3 separate regions of the Hordeum vulgare genome follow, and regions 2 and 3 are each linked to region 1. The links are chromatin contacts, called in public Hi-C maps. All regions are on one chromosome and are shown on one strand. Each heading gives the region's core, a stretch centred on a gene start, on an enhancer-like site or on the middle of the called end of the contact. The rest is flanking DNA. Distances are from core to core; before and after follow the strand shown.

What was found. Hi-C and Micro-C count contacts between places; a contact is called where the count stands out from the background.
Region 2: a Hi-C map of seedling shows a contact between it and region 1, with 6 times the contacts expected there. The contact joins the promoter of LOC123437529 here to the enhancer-like site in region 1. A contact is called at or near these places in 2 of 6 Hi-C or Micro-C datasets (leaf and seedling).
Region 3: a Hi-C map of seedling shows a contact between it and region 1, with 6 times the contacts expected there. The contact joins two enhancer-like sites. A contact is called at or near these places in 5 of 6 Hi-C or Micro-C datasets (leaf and seedling).

What each region holds. Positions count from the first base shown.
Region 1 is chr1H:367,009,398-367,012,245 of MorexV3_pseudomolecules_assembly, forward strand. No RefSeq gene overlaps it. Among protein-coding and RNA genes, the nearest start is that of LOC123437615, 8.7 kb to the right of the region's middle. Within about 2 kb of position 1,479, at least 3 of the 3 cell types and tissues checked have open chromatin away from gene starts, as enhancers often do. A contact at or near this core is called in leaf and seedling, where this site is marked.
Region 2 is chr1H:366,531,019-366,533,866 of MorexV3_pseudomolecules_assembly, forward strand. It overlaps LOC123437529 (pentatricopeptide repeat-containing protein At3g02330, mitochondrial), which reads left to right and starts at 1,414. Exons shown (of 6, transcript XM_045115723.1): 1 at 1,414-2,848. The coding sequence starts at 1,553.
Region 3 is chr1H:366,671,757-366,674,604 of MorexV3_pseudomolecules_assembly, forward strand. No RefSeq gene overlaps it. Among protein-coding and RNA genes, the nearest start is that of LOC123411208, 120 kb to the left of the region's middle. Within about 2 kb of position 1,430, at least 3 of the 3 cell types and tissues checked have open chromatin away from gene starts, as enhancers often do. A contact at or near this core is called in leaf and seedling, where this site is marked.

The sequences.
Region 1 (2,848 bases), core at 229-2,728:
GTCACATGCATGTATGCATGCATGGAACATTGGCACATTGCCTTCAGCTGCATGCATGCATTCATTGCCGAGAAATCTTTCTGTTGCTTGGGCGCTTTCGCTCGTTCTGGCATCGACTCTCGTGGTACCAATTGTGTTAATGTGCCAAGCTGGAGTGACCAAACTCGATCCATCGCGACGCCAGCTTCTACGGTTCTCCGTGCAGCTGAGGCCGACGTTCATCCACACGCAGCTAGCTGCCCCTGCATGCTCCCATTAAAAGCTTACCCCAACCAATCAACAACTAGTCCCAGCGTGTGAATTACAGAGAACAAAAGGGCAGTGAACCACAGAACTTATGGCACATCACATCTACCAAATATCCATCGAACTGTAGTTTTCACATATGCAGCAGGAGAGTACCGCCAAAACCCCGCAAAAAAAAAGGAGAGTACTGCCAAACATATGCAGCCTGTGCGAAAGATGGACGAAATCATCAGCTCGAGTCGTACGCCGCGAAAGACTGCCGTACATTTGGCTCAAAAGGCGAAAGCAGCCCGGCACCGGGCTCGATCGATCGTCCGTCTGAACGCCAACTTGACAAGAAAAGTGGCTGCTCGCTTTAGCAGTAGGGTCTCCGGCCAACCCTAGACCCTAAACTAATCCGGTACAGTTATTAATAAGCAGCTCGAATGCTCGATCAATCGCGTCGTCGGCGTGCTTGCATAGACATGTCCACATGAACCACATCAATGCAGCCTACAAATAATTTGGAGGTCGTAGCTACTACCTAATTGGGACGCATCCATCCATGCATGGCCCCCGAATAAGTTGTGGGCTTCTGGCTGCAGCCTATGAAAATTCAGAACCCGGATGGGGATGGAGCCCGTGTTGTTAAACCTAATCCTATTCGACCTAATGCTTGGCATAACTTAATTTTTTGGTGGTTGGATTGGATGGTAGACCATGGCGGCCGGTTCGCCCATGTGGGTGATCCATGCCAGCGCCACATGCATGGAGCTTGAGTACCAGACCATTAGAGAATGGATTTAATCTGCGTGCCAAAGCCCTCGTGCGGATATAAGCATTGGATCGGGAAGTGAAACCCTTGATTAAGACGCACACGAAGAAGAAGAAGAAGGTAGCAGAGCGTGCCAAAAGGTCGATAGAATCTAGTAGTAATATAGTTCGCTTGCATTCACGCCGAGGTGGTTTGTATCGGATTTCTTGAACCTTTTGCGGGTGCAAGAAAAATCTCGTTGCCAGTGATGGGGGAGGCGATAAAAAGGAGGGAGAAAAGGACACAAAAAAGATAATTAAAGTTGAACCCACTTGCTGTGGATTGTAGTGCAATTATATTTTGAGAAGAACCACTTGCAGAAATGACGAGTAAAATAATTCTCGCTTTTGTGGCTGCTTTGGGCCCTCATTGGAGTTGAACGGGCCCAGATCGCAAGTTGCTCTCGACCTTTTCTCCCGGGGTCTTTTCAGGCCTGGAGCCCGCTACGCACGATCGTAAGCCCCCATCGCGCATGTGATCAACGCCGCCATCCACCACGGGACCCGTTGCTGCTGGGAGGAAGACAACGATGAGCGAGCACGATCTCCACTGCTCCCTCCGTCCAAAAATAACTGTCTTAAGCTTAGTATAAATTTGTACTAGAGCTAGTAGAAAGTTGAGACACTTATTTTGAGACGAAGGAAGTACTTCAGATCGGTAGTTGGACGTGAAGCTTGGCCTTCGGTTTTCCTCTGTTACTACTCTTCATAATTTCGTTTGCTCACAGTATTTTCAAATCGTCGTCGTCCTTCACACGACAGGATCGGATCGGGGTTCTTTTGGCCCTGTCACGATGAACTGCGGGCGATTGGGATGGCATGGGCGCACACCGGGCAATTCCTATTTATCCCAAATCACCCGTTCTTATTTATCCCAAATCACCCGTTCAGCTCACTTTTCAGCTCACAAGTGACGCATTGCATGTTGTTATTTATCATAATTCAATTTTTTTTCTTTTAGTTTTGTTTATTTAAAATGTTTTACCTCATTTTTTTTAGAATTTTATCATTCATATTACGAAACAGTACAAAGAAGTTGACCCTTACAAGCATACTGAAACGCAAACACAGAAAACCATGAACACCTAGAGTACCTAAGACAACCATAACAAAAAGATCTCCGGAGCCCTGTGTCTTCATCCCTGAATCTTGAGAGAAGACCCCTGCAGCAGAAGGATTTGCAACCAGTCGCAAGCAGGTCATCATCTTCGACCACGGTACAATTGCCGCCATGTTGCTTCCTCCTTTCTTGACACCAGCGCTGAGAGGGCATGGACATCAATCCAACACACCTGCAACAGCCGTCGCCATCTTTGGCTTTGAGTACCGCGAAAAGTGTTCCCTCCGGAAAGAAGAGAACTCGAGTCATCCGACCGGTCCAGCACCGCGGTCGGGCCATCCGTCCGGACAAAGCAGGATCTCCCACCAGCATGAGCGCAGAGGAAGGAGAAGAACAGCAGCAACAAATCATACCAACAAGGAAGAAGAAGTGTCTTCGTCTCCCAACATCCATCGCCCATCTGAGGACCCAAGCGGCCAGTGCCAATGGACCTCCAGCCACCATAGCCCGCGACCTCGACGAGATCCGGGGATCCCCAACCCCGCTGGCTCCTAGGCGAAGGCAAAAGCCTCGTCTGACCGCGAACGGAGCCCGGAGAAGCTTATTTCGACGTGACACCATCGCAACGGCCTCGGCAGCGTCTCCCTCAACCCTAACCCTATCACACATCCACCTAGCGAACAGACCCGAGGTTCCCCCTCTCTCCGGCCGCCGAAGCGGCTGACGGAGAGAGAGGGAACCGGTGGTGTC
Region 2 (2,848 bases), core at 164-2,663, 480 kb before region 1:
CACGGAGTGACAAATCCCGATCTCGATTCGTACCAACCCAACAGACACTTTCGGAGGTACCCGTAGTGCACCTTTATAGTCACCCAGTTACGTTGTGACGTTTGATACACCCAAAGCACTCCTATGGTATCCGGGAGTTGCACAATCTCACGGTCGAAGGAAAAGACACTTGACATTAGAAAAGCTTTAGCATACGAACAAATACGATCTAGTGCTATGCTTAGGATTGGGTCTTGTCCATCACATCATTCTTCCAATGATGTGATCCCGTTATCAATGACATCTAATGTCCATGATCAGGAAACCATGATCATCTATTGACTAACGAGCTAGCCAACTAGAGGCTTGCTAGGGACACATTGTGATCTATTTATTCACACATGTATTACTGTTTCCTGTTAATACAATTATAGCATGAACAATAGACGATTATCATGAACAAGGAAATATGATAATAACCATTTTATTATTGCCTCTAGGGCATATTTCCAACAAGATCCCCCTGGGAGCTCGGCGCGCGGGCTCCTAGCTTTTGAATCCGGTCGGTTCCGGCGATTCTGAGCGCGGGAAGAGGACGATGTGGCGCTGCTTCGGCTGGGGGAGGGGGGGAAGGAAAAGGTGGGTCGACTTCGGGCGGGCGCAAGAAGAAGGAGGCGACACGAGGGAGCTATGGCTGGCATGAAGAAGAATGGGGCGGTCCGGCACAACTTCGACCGACGTGCAAGGTATATTCGACTGAATTTGTTGCGGGTTCGAGCTCGATTTTGCCGCGGAGTAGGTTTAGGTCAAACTCATGCCGAATTTTGTACATTTTGTAGATGGATTGGAGCTCGTCCTTATCGTCTTCTTCCGACAATTGGGACATAGAAGACTTTATTCTCGACGACCATGACGAGAATCTAGTGTTCTTGCATCTCATCGATGAATCTGAAGAGGGGGCGAGCAAAAAAGTCATGGATTGCCGGTCGGCCAGCTATGCATTCCCGGTAACCGAGCTTTGGGAGACAAGATGCTCATGAAGGAATGCATACAAATGAGCTTGGATGAACAGAAAATTTGTAAGATATTTTAAAATGTTTTAAATAATCTGAAATTCTTTTACACCAAACTTTTATAAATGTTTTAATAGCTTGCAAAATTTCAGTACGAAATCACAATTTTTAAAGTCATGGCAAAAAAACAAAAGTATTGCTTCAAAATGCTTTTGAAAGTAGCATTTTTAAAGTTTTGATTTTATTTTATTTGCCACGAATTTCACGAGCATTTAAAACATTTGTCAAAGTTTTCTTATTTTTTTTTAAATTATTTATATTATTTTTGAAATTTACTGTTCAGCGTGCAAAAACATCACGTCCATCTCTTACTCTGATAAAAGCGTTCCGTGGTGGTTGAAGAAAATCGGGCACGACCAGCCTCTTTCTCCTCGTTCGTGTTAATGGCGCAGCGCGGCAACGGCCGCTTCCAAGGTTCCACCACTCCTCCACCCGATGCCTCCCTTCCAGCCATTAGCACATGAGCTCCACCTCTCGCGCCGCGCTCTCCCCGAGTCCCGATGTCACGGGCGCCTCCCGCGTTGGCGGCTCCGGCCAACTCCACGTTCTCCCACCTCTTCCAGCTCTGCGCCCGCGGCGGCCGCGCTGCCCTCGACGCCGGGCGAGCCGCTCACGCGCGCATGCTCGTGTCCGGGTTCGTCCCGACAGCCTTCGTCTCGAACTGCCTCCTGCAGATGTACGCCCGCTGCGCGGACGCCGCGTACGCTCGCAGGGTGTTCGACGCGATGCCCCACAGGGACACCGTCTCGTGGAACACCATGCTCACCGCGTATTCGCACTGCGGAGACATCGCGACCGCGGTATCACTGTTCGATGCAATGCCAAATCCGGATGTCGTGTCATGGAACACGCTCGTCTCAAGCTATTGTCAGCGTGGCATGTATGGCGAGTCTGTGGCCCTGTTTCTGGAGATGGCTCGCTCTGGTGTTGCCTCCGACCGGACAACGTTCGCTGTCCTTCTGAAGTCGTGCGGTGCTCTGGACGACTTGGCACTCGGTGTGCAAATCCATGCGTTGGCGGTGAAGGCAGGGTTAGATATTGATGTCCGGACTGGGAGTGCTCTCGTGGACATGTATGGCAAGTGCGGCAGTTTGGATGACGCGTTCTTCTTCTTTTATGGAATGCCCGAGAGGAACTGGGTCTCGTGGGGTGCAGCCCTTGCTGGGTGCGTTCACAATGAGCAGTACACGCGTGGATTGGAGCTGTTCATGGAGATGCAGAGGTCAGGGATGGGAGTGAGCCAGCCGGCTTATGCCAGTGTCTTTAGATCCTGCGCAGCAAAATCATGTCTGAGCACTGGAAGGCAGTTGCATGCACATGCCATAAAGAATAACTTCAATACCGACCGTATTGTTGGGACAGCTATTGTCGATGTTTATGCTAAGGCTAATAGCTTGGTGGATGCTAAAAGGGCATTCTTTGGGTTGCCCAGCCATACAGTACAAACGTGCAATGCCATGATGGTTGGGCTTGTGCGCGCTGGGCTTGCAAATGAGGCCTTGGAACTGTTTCAGTTCATGACCAGGTCAGGCATTGGTTTTGATGCAGTCAGTTTATCGGGCATCTTCAGTGCCTGTGCAGAGATTAAGGGGTATTTAAAAGGGCTACAAGTCCACTGCTTAGCAATGAAATCAGGTTTTGAGACGGATATCTGTGTCAGAAATGCAATTCTTGATCTGTATGGGAAGTGCAAAGCATTGGTTGAAGCATACTTTATCTTCCAGGATATGGAGGAACGAGATTCAATCTCTTGGAATGCTATTATTGCCGCTCTTGAGCAAAATGGGCGCTATGAG
Region 3 (2,848 bases), core at 180-2,679, 340 kb before region 1:
TAAGTACTTCCTTTTACTTATAGCCTTCTAGCTAGGTATGATGATCATGGTCAGGATTCACTAATTAATTGATGGATTGGTGTAAATATTTTGAGATCGACGGAAAATAAAATTCAACTTCTTCATTTTCCAATTTAGTGAACAAGTGGTGTAAGTATTCATGAGATAGTAATATAACTTCACACTGGTGTAAGTATTCATGAGATAGTAATATAACACTTCTTTGCCTTCTACTTATATTTGCTATTGTAAAGGAGAAACCATCTATGTTTAATTTATTTTTTTGCAAAAGAGAAACCGTCTACCTTGAACGAGGTGTGTCATTGTTGTATTGTGTAAATTGTAACCAAGCGTATGAAGGATTTGATATATGGTTCTATTGGTCAAAATTCATTATTCATGCTTCAAGGGGATGCCACGCACTTTTAGTTTTAGTCAAAAGCTAGGAAGACATGAAGCAGACTTTTGCTTTAGGTACTCCCTCCATGAAATATAACACCCCTGAAATTACATGGGATTCAACGTGCGACTTTGATCATTTTTATATATTAACGTACATGGGTTGAACATGGATAAATTTTATTGTATTTTTTTTTACAAAACTACTTTATTGCATATATATATATATTGAAACTAATTTTGTAGACATACAATGATCGATAATGATTGTCAAAGTTGTGCGACAAAGACCAAACAATTCAAGCGCGCTTTACATGTTGGGAATGAGGAGTATTAGGAAGGATGGAGTATTATTTTATAGGTGTCATTTCATATCTAATTATTTTCTTTCAACTAAAGTGCAAAATTCAGTAACTATTTTTTCTTTCCCGCGTCATGCACGCGCCTCTAATTTTTATGTGTTGGCTGATGTACCTAAACTGTACGTGGAATCGTAATGATGTGCACTGCCAACTACACGAGGTGATAGACTGCTTCAAAATAAAGCTTTTGTGGGCAACGCAAATAAAATGTTGTGACATGGACAAGAAAACGAATTATCAAAGTAATAGAGTTGTCACATACGTTTTTCTATTCAATTTCAGTTTATGAATTTCGTCATTCAAATTTTTTATTCATAAAACTTAGAGCTTGTTGCATTTCTATGACACGTCTAAATAAATAATGTATTCGCCATAATCAAACTAATCAGATTATCTTATACTCTAAAATAAACACATCAAACATTGAATAGTGCAATGATTTGAATGGTATCGTCATTATTGTTTTATATCTTCCATGACAACGCACGTGCAAGCTTACTAGTGTTGAGTAGATGCTGTGTGGAGGATTGGCTAGTGCCTCGTGGTTGAATTATGAGGTTGCGGGATCGATTCGGAGGGGCACTGCTGTTTTTCATCATAGGCCGGCCCATCATTACGTCGCCCCTGCGCGTGCGAGCGATAACCTGCGGCTGATAGGAGCTCCCCTCATTTGGCGTGCTATATGTGCTGGCGATCGAGCCAGCACGCACCCCATTCGCGCAACCCTATTTGATGGCCCATGCACGGGCATGATGGACCCAGATGTTTCCATTTTGTATTATTCTCTCCCTTTTGTATTTTCTTCTATTTCTTGTTGTTGTTTTTTGTTCTTTATTATGATCCAGGATTTCAAAGAAGTTCCAAATTTCAAAAAAGAGAATAATGATAATTTTGTTTAGAAAACATAAAATGTTCGTGGATTAAAAAAACGTTCGTTTGTTAGAAAATAAAAATGAATTAAAAAAAAGGTTCCTAAATTTGTAACAAATACTCACAAAATTCAAAACAATATAGTGAGTTACGATGAAGTTATGTTCATGCATTTCATAAAAGTTAAAAAATATTCTAACAATTACGAAAATTGTTCCAAAATTTCAAAAAAAACGTTCTTTCAAAGAAATGTTCAGGAGTTTCAAGATTTTCTAAAATTTCAAAAACAAGTGTTCGTGAATTGGCGAATTGTTAACATTTTTTTATTAAAATATTCATGAAATCAGTATTTGTATTATTTAATAAAAACTGCATGAATTTGAAAACAAAATACGGGAATAGAATGGAAATAAAGAAAATGAGAAACAGAAATAATCCGAAAGGAAAAACTCTAGTCTGAAAAGATTCTAGGAACTGGTAGGCCGGTCAGGAATCTATACCCCTAATAATAAAGCGGCTATTGCTTCCGTCGGAAAATCCACCATGTTATTTTTATAAAAAAAACCTGTAATTTTTGTTATTCAACCCGCGCTTCAATTTCTCATTATGGTGGAATTAACAATGGACGAGTTGATTTTTCAACAAAATAGGATAGGACTAACTACATTAGTTTGTTAGCTTATTATTTTAATAAATCAAAATAATTATAAAAAAATTAAAAACGTGTGGTATTTTTTTCTCCCGTTACAACTCACGGGCTATTTTGCTAGTGTGTACATAACGGGGGCGGGGGTACACACCAGGTCGTTAACCAGCGACCTGCGTGCCGAATAGGATTGCCCATTTTTCTTTTGCCGTTTGGGGACACTGTTTTCATGTTTTTTTTTTCTGTTTTAGTATTTATTATTTTCCTTCTTCTTTTTTTCCAAATTTAAGAGCATTCTTCAAATTTTTAAGATTTTGAAATTTTCTAACCTTTATAAATTCGCGAATATTATTAAATTTTTTGATTTTTTTCGGAGTCAAGAACATTCTCCGTGTTTGTGAACTTTTTCAAATTCTGGAAGATGAATAAAATCTGTAACCCTTTTTCCAAATTAGTGAACTTCTTTTCCATGTCATGCTTTTTTCAATCGACGCTCATTTCTCAAATTTGTATTTTTTCTAAACTGTGACTTTTTTATGCATTAACCTTTTCTCAGAACCATCATTTTTTT